Regions from separate parts of the Mus musculus genome. Here regions 1, 2, 3 and 5 are each linked to region 4. Evidence: chromatin contacts called from public Hi-C, HiCAR-type and HiChIP or PLAC-seq data. All regions are on one chromosome and are shown on one strand. The core of a region is the stretch at or near the end of the contact, and the rest is flanking DNA. Distances in the headings are between cores, read along the strand shown.

What was found. Hi-C and Micro-C count contacts between places; a contact is called where the count stands out from the background. HiCAR-type assays count read pairs that join an accessible place to other places. HiChIP or PLAC-seq counts read pairs in DNA pulled down with a chosen protein or histone mark.
Region 1: a contact with region 4 is called in a Hi-C map of Sertoli cells, with 8 times the contacts expected there. The contact joins the enhancer-like site here to the promoter of Edn1 in region 4. A contact is called at or near these places in 1 of 39 promoter capture datasets (hippocampal neurons), 1 of 15 datasets of contacts at CTCF or cohesin (the NIH/3T3 cell line), 1 of 484 Hi-C or Micro-C datasets (Sertoli cells), 2 of 115 datasets of contacts at active chromatin or transcription factors (bone marrow-derived macrophages and stem cell-derived neural progenitor cells) and 2 of 9 other capture datasets (adipose tissue and macrophages).
Region 2: a contact with region 4 is called in an H3K4me3 HiChIP or PLAC-seq map of bone marrow-derived macrophages, with 3 times the contacts expected there. The contact joins the enhancer-like site here to the promoter of Edn1 in region 4. A contact is called at or near these places in 1 of 39 promoter capture datasets (macrophages), 13 of 484 Hi-C or Micro-C datasets (Th1 cells, cardiomyocytes, cerebellum and 8 more), 2 of 115 datasets of contacts at active chromatin or transcription factors (bone marrow-derived macrophages and embryonic hindbrain) and 2 of 9 other capture datasets (liver and macrophages).
Region 3: a HiCAR-type map of astrocytes shows a contact between it and region 4, with 2.6 times the contacts expected there. The contact joins the enhancer-like site here to the promoter of Edn1 in region 4. A contact is called at or near these places in 1 of 39 promoter capture datasets (neutrophils), 1 of 15 datasets of contacts at CTCF or cohesin (large pre-B cells), 6 of 115 datasets of contacts at active chromatin or transcription factors (astrocytes, bone marrow-derived macrophages, cardiomyocytes and 3 more) and 1 of 9 other capture datasets (macrophages).
Region 5: a contact with region 4 is called in a Hi-C map of cerebral cortex, with 3 times the contacts expected there. The contact joins the promoter of Phactr1 here to the promoter of Edn1 in region 4. A contact is called at or near these places in 4 of 39 promoter capture datasets (cranial neural crest, hippocampal neurons, liver and 1 more), 2 of 484 Hi-C or Micro-C datasets (cerebral cortex and cortical neurons) and 1 of 9 other capture datasets (adipose tissue).

What each region holds. Positions count from the first base shown.
Region 1 is chr13:42,614,691-42,617,390 of GRCm38.p6, forward strand. No RefSeq gene overlaps it. Among named protein-coding and RNA genes, the nearest start is that of Phactr1, 65 kb to the right of the region's middle. Within about 2 kb of position 1,316, at least 13 of the 459 cell types and tissues checked have an H3K27ac peak or open chromatin away from gene starts, as enhancers often do. A contact at or near this core is called in Sertoli cells and hippocampal neurons, where this site is marked.
Region 2 is chr13:42,034,048-42,036,747 of GRCm38.p6, forward strand. No RefSeq gene overlaps it. Among named protein-coding and RNA genes, the nearest start is that of Gm28707, 12 kb to the right of the region's middle. Within about 2 kb of position 1,379, at least 8 of the 459 cell types and tissues checked have an H3K27ac peak or open chromatin away from gene starts, as enhancers often do. A contact at or near this core is called in bone marrow-derived macrophages, where this site is marked.
Region 3 is chr13:41,806,239-41,808,938 of GRCm38.p6, forward strand. The region is part of intron 4 of Adtrp (androgen dependent TFPI regulating protein); the gene reads right to left. Among named protein-coding and RNA genes, the nearest start is that of Adtrp, 40 kb to the right of the region's middle. Within about 2 kb of position 1,318, at least 26 of the 459 cell types and tissues checked have an H3K27ac peak or open chromatin away from gene starts, as enhancers often do. A contact at or near this core is called in astrocytes and microglia, where this site is marked.
Region 4 is chr13:42,300,148-42,302,847 of GRCm38.p6, forward strand. It overlaps Edn1 (endothelin 1), which reads left to right and starts at 1,329. Exons shown (of 5, transcript NM_010104.4): 1 at 1,329-1,811. The coding sequence starts at 1,748.
Region 5 is chr13:42,679,375-42,682,074 of GRCm38.p6, forward strand. Phactr1 (phosphatase and actin regulator 1) reads left to right here and starts at 1,425. Exons shown (of 14, transcript NM_001302635.1): 1 at 1,425-1,552.

The DNA.
Region 1 (2,700 bases), core at 66-2,565, 310 kb after region 4:
ATACTAATACATGGAGAGTCAGCAAGCACTGAGAGCAGATCCTTAAGTATTATCATATACACATAGTATATGATAATATACTGTAAGTATACGAATGAAGAGTGTGATTATTAGCTTGACTAGGAAACATGGTCAACATGTATACCAAAACAGTCCCTAACCCCATCCTAAACATCTGTCCATACCCCCACAGTTAAGTGTAGTCTTCACTCCTCATCAAGGAAACTTCTTTGCAACCATCAGAGACCATCACAGAAAACCTAACCAGTAGAAATACTGAATTATGGAGCACAGTCCCAATGGATACATCTACAGGGCAACTCTTGCACCTAAGGCTTTTGGATCATTGCAGAAGATGGGGCAGAAAGATTGTAAATGGTAGAGGATATGATATGAGGGAGTTTGCTGTGAGATTGTGTCTTCTAGGAATGTCAGAAGCTACACTTATCAAGTCTCACCAACATGACTGCCTAAACAGAAGCTGAAGAAGGGTAACAATAAATGCACCATCATTGACAACAGGAGAAAGCTCAGGAGACATCAACCCTACACAAAGATCTACAGTCAACCAAAGAATGCTGAGGGCAAGTGGAATCATCTTCCAAAGAGGAAGAGCATACTAATTGGTTACCCAATGTTGAATAGTCAACCCTGGGAACACACACAAATAAGTAACTTTATACAGACTGAGCAAGCTGTATTTATGTGGGGAAAAAAAGAGACCATGCATTTGACAAAGAGCAAAGAGGGTTGTATGGGAGGGGTTGAGAGGACAGAAGAGGAGGGGAAAGATGGTGTTCTATAATAATTTCAAAAGATAAAAGGAATACTTTTCAAAAACATAATACCTGTTCCAAATCTATAGACTTTTGTGGGTTATACAAATCTCAATAAAACCAAAAAGTAGACTTATTATTGTTGTTATTATTGTATTATAATCCATCACAACAAATAAAGTCCATATATTACATGTATTTAACTTTTCTGTCGGTTTCCAAGAAGTACTGACAATGTACTTGTGTCTGACTTTTTATAAGTAAACAAAGGGCTGGCTATCACAACACAAGTACAGCTCTCTAAGAAGAGCCAGTGACAAGGCTGTATACTACCAAATGGTTTATACTGCCCATCATTGTGTGTGCAATTTTGTCTGCTGGTGTATACTAACTGCACTATGACATTTTCCTAAGAGCTTCTAAGTCTTTAATGGCCCCTATACATTGTCTGATTTGTTTGTTTATACTGCCGTGATGGTTTCAATATCAGCCAGTGCACAGCCTAAGTCAAGGGAGTATTTCCAGAAAGATGACGGAAGGCATCTGTGTTCTGCCTCTTGCACCTGCTCCTGCAGATAGCTCGGCACAGCATCTGTGTGCATGCTAAATGAGGACACTTGTTTTATTTGAGACTATGTGATCATCCTTTCCCTTGCCTTTATCAATAGTTATGTTTCATTTTAATCAGTGGTCTTCGGTGCTTTTTCTCTTGAGTTGCGTCTGCCCAAGACACAAACTCAGGGTGGACTTTAGATAAAACTCTTAAAGACAACCTTTGTCTCCATGTCCCAGTTGACCCAATTTGTTTTGTTAAACTTAGTCACCCCTGCCAGCTCCCACTTCTTCCCTCCAGTCCCCAAAGCAAACTGTATCTGCATCACCGCTCTCATGTAACTCAGAATAAATTGTCTGAGAAGAGGTGACTGATGGCTATAACTCCCCACAACCTCCCTGTGTTGGTGTAACTACTCAAAGGAATGACTGACTATCAAAACCCAATGCCTGCCACTCTCTCAGAAAGCCATCTCCAGAGTGGCATCTTTAATCTAAGAAAGACATTTGTTTCCATTTTTGCCAAGTCACAAGGTTAACGTGGTCATCTTGAATGCAAAGTTGAGTGCTACACCATTCCAACCATTGTGAATTTCAACGGTGGCTACCATTTAAATAGGCCTTGCAAAATAAATGAACGGTAAAGCCAAAATACAAAGATCTTCCACTCTTGTCATAGGCTATGCAAGTCACATCTGCTCATGTCCTGCCAATGTACATTGGGTACCTGTACAAAAATAAACAGCAAAGGCTTTATGAATAGGATTATTTCATGTAGGGCCCATATCATCTAGTTGCTAAGATCCTGTAAATTAGTGAAAGGATAGTGATTCTCAGTCCATGAAAGGAAATTGTAGTTCAAATATCTATTAAGTGGCCTTAAGTAAGTCACTTAGCCTGAGTCAGGTTCCAGGAATTGGGAACAGGACACAGCACCAAACACTGCTGAAGCCACAAGAAGACAAAACAGCCTGCCATGTATCAGATGCTCTTAAAGGTAACTTTTGATGGCCCTGGCCTGCATCATTTGCCTGAAGGGGGAAGTGTCTAAGGCCTTCTCAGAATCCTAGAAGCCCACCCCAGAGGCTGAGCCACACCCTGCCCACTGCCCACTGCCCACTGCCCACTGCCCACTGCCCACTGATATCCAGCTTCTGAATTTCTAAGCTCGATTTGCAAATTTTTAGGTGAAGAGTGTTCAGGCTGGTCTTAAATAGCTATCGGCACTTCACACTAAGAGAGAAAAACAGGGCAGAAAAACACTTTTCATAAAGATTCTGTGCAGGGTCCCTGCTCCACCTAGAGAATCTGGAAACGCTCAGGAGGAAGGCAGGGTTAGCTCTGGAAATGCTGACTTGGCTGCGAGCTGGAA
Region 2 (2,700 bases), core at 129-2,628, 270 kb before region 4:
TAGAAACACTGGTTTGGGGGAGCTGACAGTTGTATAGCATTTTTTTAATCATTTCATTTTTAGTAACAGAATGTGTACCCCTTATTTCAGATGTCTGACTTAACCTGCTCACTGCCCCATGTTATTGAGATGGACGTCTTTATCTTTTAATAGGGCTAGTCATTGGGCATACATTGGGAAGCAGTTAATGCTTTGTTCTAAAATCTCCATCCTACTGAGTGCTGCATGAATTGCCTTATCTACTTCCTGTTGCTTTTTAACCATTGTTGATTTCCCTTCTTCCTGACTGGGTCTTCGATTCATCCTTCGGTTTCCCCTCCACTACATTGAAAGAGTGATAAATTCATTGATTATCGTTACAGTGGTTAGTCTCAAGAAACAAACAAGGAGTACTAACTTATCCAAGTCTAGAACCAATCAATCACTTTTCTTTAAGGGAAATGTATGAAATTAGAACACTCTCACTCCACTTGTCTTATTTTAAGAATCGTTGCTTTTGGTTACTATGTGTTTCTGTAATAGGTTTAAATGTGCTCAGAAATTACACTGAAGTTGCAGGTTAAAGGGTTTTTTGTTTTTTTGGTTTTTTTCCTCTTCTATTGTTTCCTGCAGTAAACAGAGAAGTGGGTGATTAAAAAAGGGATTTCCTGTATTGTTCCATCTTAGTTGCCGTTTTTTAAACCAACAACTCATTTCAGAAATTTGTTATTGTTTTCATTGGCCGTGCCCTATCGTTGATGGTCTTTATGGGTTTCTTAGAAACTCCACTATATAAAACAGAAAGCCAGTATTTCTCTCATTGGCTGCTTAGCCCTTTGCTTGCATTATTTTTCAATTTCTCCCATCATGTTCTAGATCCTGGTTTTTTTTTGTTTTTTGTTTTTTGTTTTTTTTTCTGCTTAGTTAGTCTTGTGACTTGCTTTGACCAACGATCTTATAATCAGGCTCACTTTTTAACAGGTAGTGACTATAGCAGGATATGAGACGATCCCAGTGAAGCTGTCTTAGGCCAGCCAGGCCCAGCCAAACTCACAGCCAACCAGATACACATGTGAACCCAGTAGAGACCACAAGTGCCTTCGTGATTGTAGGCTAAGCAAACGATTATTATTTTAGGCTACTGCTAACTGTTAAGTCCTTCCTTATTCAGAACTTTTACTGTCAGGAAAAAAAAAGGAGAAAGGAAAAGCTTAGATGTTTTTCAGTTTTGTCAGATTAGAATTCTAGCAATCCAGAATAGTGCAGGGGGGAGGGGTGCTAGGGGGAGAGAGGCAATGACATGTGTGTCACCAACATGCTAAAGTTGTCCTGTACTAGTGGATCTTTTTCTTAAACAGTAATTCTTGGGGGAAAATGCGACAGCATTTTAAATCATTAGTGAGTCACCATGGTGGTTTCATTTTGTGGGATATTGCTAGTCATACTCTTGGTTTATTTAACGTCAAGTTCTTGTTGGGCAAAGCAGTTACCAATTATAACACTAAAACTGCAGAAAAACATGATTTATTTACAGCTCTCAGGGGTTTCTGCATACATACAGCAGACGCTTTTATGTATTAGTAACCTGTATAGGAGGAATTTAGACTATGTGCTGGAAGGACCTGGATTGGTCTCATTTTTAAGCAGGAGGAAGAAGCTCCAGGCAATGGTGCCTTACAACTTCAGGGGGATGGGGAGAGTGAGGAGTAAAAAAATGGAAGCAAATACTTTAAGTATAAAACCGAGAGAGAGTCTAGAAAAAGGAATGAAAGAAATGGGGTGGGGGTGGAGGTAGGGGTCGGGGTTAGGGAAGTGTTTGTGTGATGTTTTGGTCCTGTTGAAGGAAGGAAGTTACATATTATGTTAGTCATCTTTAGCTTTGCCTGGATAGAATAAAATCAGAAGAAATTGACATTAAGTAAGGACTGAGGTTTGCCTGCATTCAAAATAAATTCCTAATTGGCCTCATTGTACCAGTCTACAAAATCATAAAATACATTCCATTAGCATTATCCAGTACAACATTAACTCTACACACATCTTAATGGTATTTTTGACATTTCTAAAGGTGCAATTTAAGTCAACATTTACATTAAGAACATTTATGATATAGCTAAAGGAAGAACCACTTAGCTAAAATAATGATCAACATAACAGTTTTCCCCCAGAGACCATATCTAGGTATAGAAAGTATCACTATGTCTGCATAAATATTAACGATAAAGTTTAATAAAATTTTCTGTGTGACTCTGTCCTCAACCTTGACCTATTTTTTTTTCTTTTGAATGACAGGTCTATTATTAAAGAATGTCAAGTTAAAATGTTGTCATTTTACATTAAATGTAGATTCCCTGACCTTCCTTATTTCTTCCCTCATTATCATTGTCCTGTGAACTAAGAAAGAGAAGAAGTCTATCACCAGGCAGCAGAACGGGTGAAACAAAGTCTACATTTGCCAGTTCTATGGTGAAGGGGCAAAAATGGCTTAACAAACACATAATTGGGCAAAGACAAATTCCTAGACTGGCTAACCTAGACACAAGCAAAATATTACACAAAGCAAATCTACCCCTCACCCCCTTTGAAATTCATACAGATAGCTTTCCCATTGGAACTGTATGCGTGTCTGCTGGCAGACAAGCACAGGTAATTGCCTCCAGGTGTTTGCCTGCAGGAAGTCATTGAAATTCAGTGCCAGCAACAGCAGCTTTCTCAGCAGCA
Region 3 (2,700 bases), core at 68-2,567, 490 kb before region 4:
CAAAAAACCGAAATAAATAAATAAATAAATATTCATCAGCTTTACTTCATGCTTCTCATGCTATCCCATGAAGACAAAAAAAAAGTGCTAAGCACACAAATTTGATTTTTAAAAAAATGAATAGCATAGCTATTGATTTTTGTCTTTTGTTTTGAGCTACAACATATTGCCTATGAACGAGGAACCTATGTATAGTTATATTGGCTATTCTTATCCTGAGAACAACATTCACTGGAATGTGAAAGGTCTGAGGCCTTCTTAAATAGTGCATTAATTTAATGGATATTTGTGTTAGCCCTGAGAAATGGCTTGAAGACTCACTCATATTCATAGGAGATGTCCCTAAAAGTTTGAAAACACAGAGACATGGAGACATGTCTAGGCTGTGAGTTACTGTGTGGGAAGAGTGCAGGTGGAGGATGAGGAATCAGGAGGGAGACACAGGGGTTACAAGGCCTGGAAACCAAGGTCAGCCATCAGTGGCTGACATGTCCAGGATGGATCTAGTTTATTCCTTAGGATTCACACACTGACACTGAGCCCAAACAACTCCGACAGAGCTAATGGGTGGGAGAGAGAAATCCGAGACAATGCCTGTAGGTTATCCAGCTGTACTTCCGGTTCCCAGGACATATTTGTCAGGTAAGAATCATATGCTAATACCAGAGCATGTTACCATGTAAGCCAGTGTTATGTGTTAATATTTACTGCTCTTCTCTCTCTCTCTCTCTCTCTCTCTCTCTCTACAGGCTCAATCAGGCTTCAAAATCACTGGGTGCGAAAACTCTTGTCAAATGTTACTCGCACCATCTGTGTTACCTAACTTCCTTCACTATAACAAACTATAGGAGAGACACAATTTGGAAGATGAAGGGTTGACTTGGGCTTGTGTTTTTAGTCCTTGCTGATGAAGCAAAGCATCATGGTAGAAAGTTGCTGGGGAGGGGGCAGAACAAGGCTGCTTTCCCCCAGCAGCCAGGAAGCATGAGAATGGAAAGCTAGACACGAGACATTCTTCAAAGGCACACACCCCTGGCCCACTTCCTCTAAGTCAGCCCAGCTCTTAACAGCCATGACTTTATGAATCTCTTGATCCAGCCACCCCTCAGCAGCACCAGCACTGAGGGCCAGTCCATCCATCCATGAACACATATGCCCTCGAGAGGGACTGGGTAGTTTCAGGCACCACACACATCCCAGGGCTTAATAATTATTTCCCAATGAACAAAGGACAGTGGGGCCAGTAACCGAGCCGCTGTATTGGGTCTTTCCTCTAATCAAAGAGCCAGCTTTCTTGTCTTTTAATTGGAGGTTGTTTCTAAGGTCCCATTCATACCTACTGAGTTTGATGGGTCTCAGGCTGTGGTTGTGGGATTCAGAGAAGCATGAGGGGGTCCTGGCTGGGATTCGTATATTTTACATGATAATGACTTCCATTTATGCTGCCTTTGGCTGTTTTTAAAGTACTTGGGCCCATTCTCGATAATTATGCATGCTTTTCAAACGCAGCAAAGCTTAGAAGGAACTCTGATCTATTCCAGCCCTCTTTCCAACTTGAACAATTCAGGTTGATTTCCAGAGAAATCCTTTCTCCTGCTTCCCTCCGACACGCAAGAGAGGGTCATTATTTCTCCGTTCCTGAATCCTCTTCCTGCTATTTAAATCTGTCTGCTCTGGTTCTATCTTTAGTAAGCATTTAGATAGGACCTGAGGAGTTAATGCTTTCCTGGCAAGCCCTGAAGTATGAGTACTCTGTTCTGTTTCTTCCTTTAAGAAGGCCAGAGAACTGCTGCTCAGCAATAACACAGTCGGGTTGATCTACTTCACTCAAGGCAGCAAGGCTCTCACCAGCTCAGGCAGTCTGTCCACAGTGGTGGATGGAGAGGACTATTTGGACCAAAAATGTGATGGGGGGACAGGAATATGTCTGCTGAACACTCAGTGACAGTCAGCTCTGAAGGGTCCTATGGGAACCACACATCTCAAGGGAGTCAGAAGCACTGGGCAGGAAGATCGCAAAGACTCAATTAGTTCCAAAGCATCTAGAAATATACAGCATCGGAATAGAGTGCCATAAACCTGGGAACAACACCAAAGATAATGATGATAAACAGTTGCAAGAAGAAAGCTAGCCTCCGGCCGGGAGTGGTGGCGCATGCCTTTAATCCCAGCACTCGGGAGGCAGAGGCAGGCAGATTTCTGAGTTCGAGGCCAGCCTGGTCTACAAAGTGAGCTCCAGGACAGCCAGGGCTATACAGAGAAACCCTGTCTCGAAAAACCAAAAAAAAAAAAAAAAAAAAAAAAAAGAAAAGAAAGCTAGCCTCCAGTCAGCAGGAGGGATACTGTAAAGTAAAAAGGACCTGCCAGGACAATGATGTGCTGCTAATGCTGCAGTCATTCTATGGCAGAGAGAAAAGCATGGCAGTATAGGGCAGGATTCACTCCAGGGAATAGTTTGCCTCACACAGAAGCACTTAGGCCAGATGTTCAGGAGACTGCCCATCATCCTTCTGGTCCCAGTTTCCTGGTTCTGAATCATTTTCTTTAGGTTGTCTTATATGGGCACTGGCAAAATGGGAAGTGTTAACAAATTGACCTGTAAGGTACTCAGCTTCCCACTGCGATAACAAATGCCCCCAAGACAGCAGCTTGTGGAAGATAAAAGGTTTATTGGGGTTCACAGCTTCATGGGTTTCTTTC
Region 4 (2,700 bases), core at 79-2,578:
GGACTGGATTGAGTCTATTTTGGCCTCTACTCCCAGGGAAAACTGAAGTCAAACAAGACGGGATGAAGAAGGGACCTTTGTGGTAGCATCCTAGGGAAACCACTCTGCGTGGATCCTGTGTGTTGTTTCCAGCTTATGGGCATTCCGGGAGCTTGTTGAAAAAAGCCAACGTGTTTTCTGTGTGTTTTGCTTTATTCATGAAGACATGTTGTCACTTGTGCCTTAATAACCCATGGACACCTGGGGGAGGGAGTCTTTCATGGTAAAATAGACAGGAAACTGTTTGGAAAATGTAAACACGTTATTAAAGGGTGAGGTATGATCTGATGCACATATTCAGCATCGGCAGTCCTTCCCTCCCCACACCCCCCTTGTAGCTTTCTAATCAAGCACAGACCGCAGGTTTGCCCGAGTAAAGAAGCAAAGTGATGTGGAGGAGACTCTGGAAAGTCGGGGAAGGGAATAATGGAATGCCCTGAAGCCACCTCTCTTTAGTATGTGAGGCGCCCCTTCTCTGCCTGGCCACAGCTTGTTACTAATCATTTAGAAGCCGAGGCTTTAGTTGTTTTATCTTATTAAAGCATAAGCCCCTGCAGCTCTCCATCTCCCCCTGGCGGTCGTCTCTGCCATTTCTCAAGATCCTTCGCGATAGCAGCAATTCCCAGGGAGAGGCTGGGCACAAGAAATATTGGAGGGCGAGTGTGTGTGTGTGTGTGTGTGTGTGTGTGTGTGTGTGTGTGTGTACGTGTACTTCTGATCGGCGATACTAGGGAGATAAGGATGTACCTGACAAAACCACATTGTTGTTGTTATCATTATTATTTAGTTTTCCTTCCTTGCTAACTCCTGACGGAATCTTTCTCACCTCAAATGCGAAGTACTTTAGTTTAGAAAAGACTTGGTGGAAGGGGTGGTGGTGGAAAAGTAGGGTGATCTTCCAAACTAATCTGGTTCCCCGCCCGCCCCAGTAGCTGGGATTCAAGAGCGAAGAGTGGGGATCGTCCCCTTGTTTGATCAGAAAGACATAAAAGGAAAATCAAGTGAACAATGATCAGCCCCACCTCCACCCCACCCCCCTGCGCGCGCACAATACAATCTATTTAATTGTACTTCATACTTTTCATTCCAATGGGGTGACTTTGCTTCTGGAGAAACTCTTGATTCTTGAACTCTGGGGCTGGCAGCTAGCAAAAGGGGAAGCGGGCTGCTGCTCTCTGCAGGTTCTGCAGCGGTCTCTGTCTAGTGGGTGTTTTCTTTTTCTTAGCCCTGCCCCTGGATTGTCAGACGGCGGGCGTCTGCCTCTGAAGTTAGCCGTGATTTCCTCTAGAGCCGGGTCTTATCTCTGGCTGCACGTTGCCTGTGGGTGACTAATCACACAATAACATTGTTTAGGGCTGGAATAAAGTCAGAGCTGTTTACCCCCACTCTATAGGGGTTCAATATAAAAAGGCGGCGGAGAACTGTCCGAGTCAGAAGCGTTCCTGCACCGGCGCTGAGAGCCTGACCCGGTCTGCTCCGCTGTCCTTGCGCGCTGCCTCCCGGCTGCCCGCGACGCTTTCGCCCCAGTGGAAGGGCCACTTGCTGAGGACCGCGCTGAGATCTAAAAAAAAAACAAAAAACAAAAAACAAAAAAACCCAGAGGCGATCAGAGCGACCAGACACCGTCCTCTTCGTTTTGCATTGAGTTCCATTTGCAACCGAGTTTTCTTTTTTTCCTTTTTCCCCACTCTTCTGACCCCTTTGCAGAATGGATTATTTTCCCGTGATCTTCTCTCTGCTGTTCGTGACTTTCCAAGGAGCTCCAGAAACAGGTAGGCGCCACTTGCGAATCTTTCTACTTCAGCGCAGCGCAGTTATCGCTTCTGTTTTCCACTTTTCTTTCTTTCTTTTCTTTCATTCTTTCCTTTTTATTTATTTTTTTAATTACTGAAGCTCCAGCAGCAAGTGCCTTACAATTAATTAACTTCTGTGTGAAGCGAAAGAAATAAAACCCCTGTTTGAATACAACTGACTACAACCGAGTATCGCATAGCTTCAAAATAACGTTGTAGCAGTACAGCTGAAGCAAAAATCTATTTTGAAATAAGTGTGTTTAGGGTTGCACGGTTCATTTAGGGGCTTATTCAAACGTTGTCTTGATAGTGCGCTAATGTGTAAAATATTGAAACACTCCAACTTAAAGCCAAGGAATTTTATTCGGGTCATGCAGGCACACCGTGAGCAGGGAAATCACCTGCCGATCAACCATGCGCTGAATAACCCCGCAGGCGGTTTCAGGGCGAAGCACATGCTTTCTTTAAAATTTGTCACTATTGACTTAAGGTTTCATTTGGCAGGTTTTTGGCATCTTCAAACACTGTGAGCTCTATTGCAGTTGTATTCACCTGTCCTGGGAGGGGAGCCGGGATCATTCCTGCCTGATTAAGGAATTAGACAGTACGGGCCACAGCTGGTTCTTTTCTCCTCCCATCCTGTTTTTTGAGGGTCAGTGCCCTCTTTTTGTCTTTTCATGACCCTAAGCAAAGAGAAAGGATGTCAAAAGGGTGAAAGCCCTGGAATGTGTCTGATCGTTTGGAATGAACAAAATCGAGCAGATAAACTGCGCGGCGATGCTGTGTTGGGCCAGAGGGAGGTGTCAAGTCCCACAGCAAGCTGTGCTGCCCAAAGATTCTGAATTCTGAACCCACGGGGTACTTTCCC
Region 5 (2,700 bases), core at 175-2,674, 380 kb after region 4:
CCACTCTCAGTTCCAGGAACACAATCTATTTTTCAAATGTCCTATTTAGCATCATCTTCCATCCCAGGCTCATTTGCACTTAACAGAGTATCTGATGTTTTTCAACTTAATCTCCCTTTCTCCCCTTTCTCTCTGTTTCTCTCCTTTCTCTCTCCACTCCCCCTCCCCCTGTGTCTCTCTCTGTCACCTATGAGTCATTATAATTCCAGTAGAAGCACAATAGAGGGTTAGAACCTGTCGCCCACACCCTACTGTAAGTGAAAAGAACCAGAAGACAGCTTTCTCTTCTTGTAAATGTCAAGTGTTCACCTGTCTCTATTGAGGGCTGAATAGCAATGCAACCTTAAAGCTCAAAGGCCTGGGGTCTGAGCAAAGCTTTGCACATTCAGAGACCAAGCTGCCTTCTCTACAAGGCCTTTCTGATTGATCATTACATTTAGGTCTCCCACGAGGCTGATCTCTCTATAGCACTAACTTGGTACCCGGTTTTCTCTGATGGAAGGGGAGAGCCCACCCTATTATTGACCCACAAGATAGTCAGCAAGGCATTCCCTGATTTCTCTTTTCGGAGACAACCCCTTAACCCACCAAAGGCAAGGTAGAATGGGAAAGGAAAGGACAATTTTCAAAGTCAGTTGTCAGTCACTCTCTAGCACTTGTCCTCTGGCTGAGCTATGGACATGGGCAAGAGGAGTCTGATCTTCCTTCCAAGTCCTTGCAAGCAAGCATGGCTTCTCTTGTATTAACATCCTATCCTGATGCTACCCACTACCCTGTACTAATCATCACTTCTGCTTGGTCCATACAAGGTGGAAGAAGGTTACAGAAAACACATACGGGGGCATGGCTGGATTAACATTACAGCTTTAAGAACATATCTCAAAGTCTCATGCTTACAAGTCCTTCCTGGGGAGCAGTAAGAGGATCTCATACCAGGCTAATGTGAGGGACACAACCAAAGCATCTTTTTTGCTGTGGAGATAATAAATCTGTTGCATTCAGGAAAGAAGAGAGCATTTGGGCATTTTGAAGATCTGACCATGCACAGACAAAAAGAGGGAGAGTGAAAGCCTTCTGTATTTCTCTCCAGAATGTAGCTCGCACTTTTAATTGCCCACCTTGTTTGGCAGCTCAGAAGGAAATGGCAGGGCACCAAACCCTATCCTACCAGGAGCAGCCTTCAGGATTAGCAAGTACTCCACACCTTGGAGAGCCTAGGAGACAGGAGAATCATTTTAAATGCAAATTAAATTGAGGGGGTAGCAGAAAAGAACACATAAAAGACGGTAAAACAAAACCTTTCAATTTTCTTAAATTAGCAGGCTAATGCGTTCTAAAGAGCGGCCCCACTTAGATCCCGGCTTTGGGGGGAGGGGGCATTTCATCACAATATAAAACCCGACAGATCCATCATTCCCCTCCACCCAGTGCTCTTGACTGGAGATTGAAGGGAAAATTAGAAGCTGTTCATTTGGGCTCACAGGCTCAGCAGCCCTGCTCAGCTTGCCCGCCGCTCACTGACAGCGTCCTGTTGAAGGGGGCACAAGTGCTGGTGAGTATCCCCTAACTTTGAGAATTCTTCCCTTCGTGCGTCTTTCTGGCTGTGTTGCCTTGGGTGGGCTAGGTAGGGGTTGTCTCCCAGAGGGTCTGCGTTATAATGCGGCTTTCAAAATATGGGAAATTTCAGACAGCTTTTAAGCTGTTTCTAGGGACAGAAGGAAAGAGTTATTTTCAGCCTAGGTGCCGGTGACTGTTTTTGTGTATTAATTATAATGGGAATGTTCACTGAACATACTATATTGCCAGTTAAATAGCCTTTCTCCATCACCCTACCCCATTCAGCAGAAAGATAGAGACAGGTGCTCCAACATGGTCTAAACACTACAGACCTCCCCACTGTTTAATCATTTACCATGTATTTTGTTCTTACTGCAAAGCAGACTGGGATTTGAGATCGCAAAAATAGATTATTAAAGCAGAAATTCTGATTTTTAAATAACCGGTGAGATCTCCGCTTTAAGAGGTGGGAGAGTAGACTGTGAATGGCCCTGGATGATGCAAAATCTTCATGTAGATTTTGATGGTTCCCTGCCAAAGTTTTACATGGGAAAGTGGTAATTTCCTTCCTTCGCAGAGGAGGGCGTGGAGAGGCTGGAACTGGCGTCACCTTCGGTTGCTAAGGTAACCTGTTCTGGCCATTTTATCTGATAGAGAAAGTCCAGTGGACAGAATACATTATTCATCACTGATCTAATCAGATAATCAAAACTGTTTACTTTCGCTGGGAATATTTAATAAGATCGAAGGCAGCTGGTTGAAACTGCTCATTTGTTCTATCGACGGCCCTTGGTTTTACATGTTTTTACAGTAAGTATTCTTTGCTGTTGGGGTACCTTTGGCTATTTTTTTTTTTTAAAGTTTCCTCTTATCAGACTTGGTTTCTCAGATGAGAGTGTGCAGACTTAGGAAGCAAGTGATTGCTTTAGCCTTCAGAATCTGATTTTTAAAGACTTCCTCTTGTTCCTCCTTTGAAATATAATAGTGCAGAAATAGAGATAGATCTTCTGTGCCAGTATCAGGGGTAACTGCATGGGCTCCGTGAGAAGGGGCTGGCTGGTTTTCATGCCAGGCTAGTGCATGCTATAGGAAACACGGCAAGGCTGTGATGTTTGCCGCTGCTGCACGAACCACGGTTCTGTA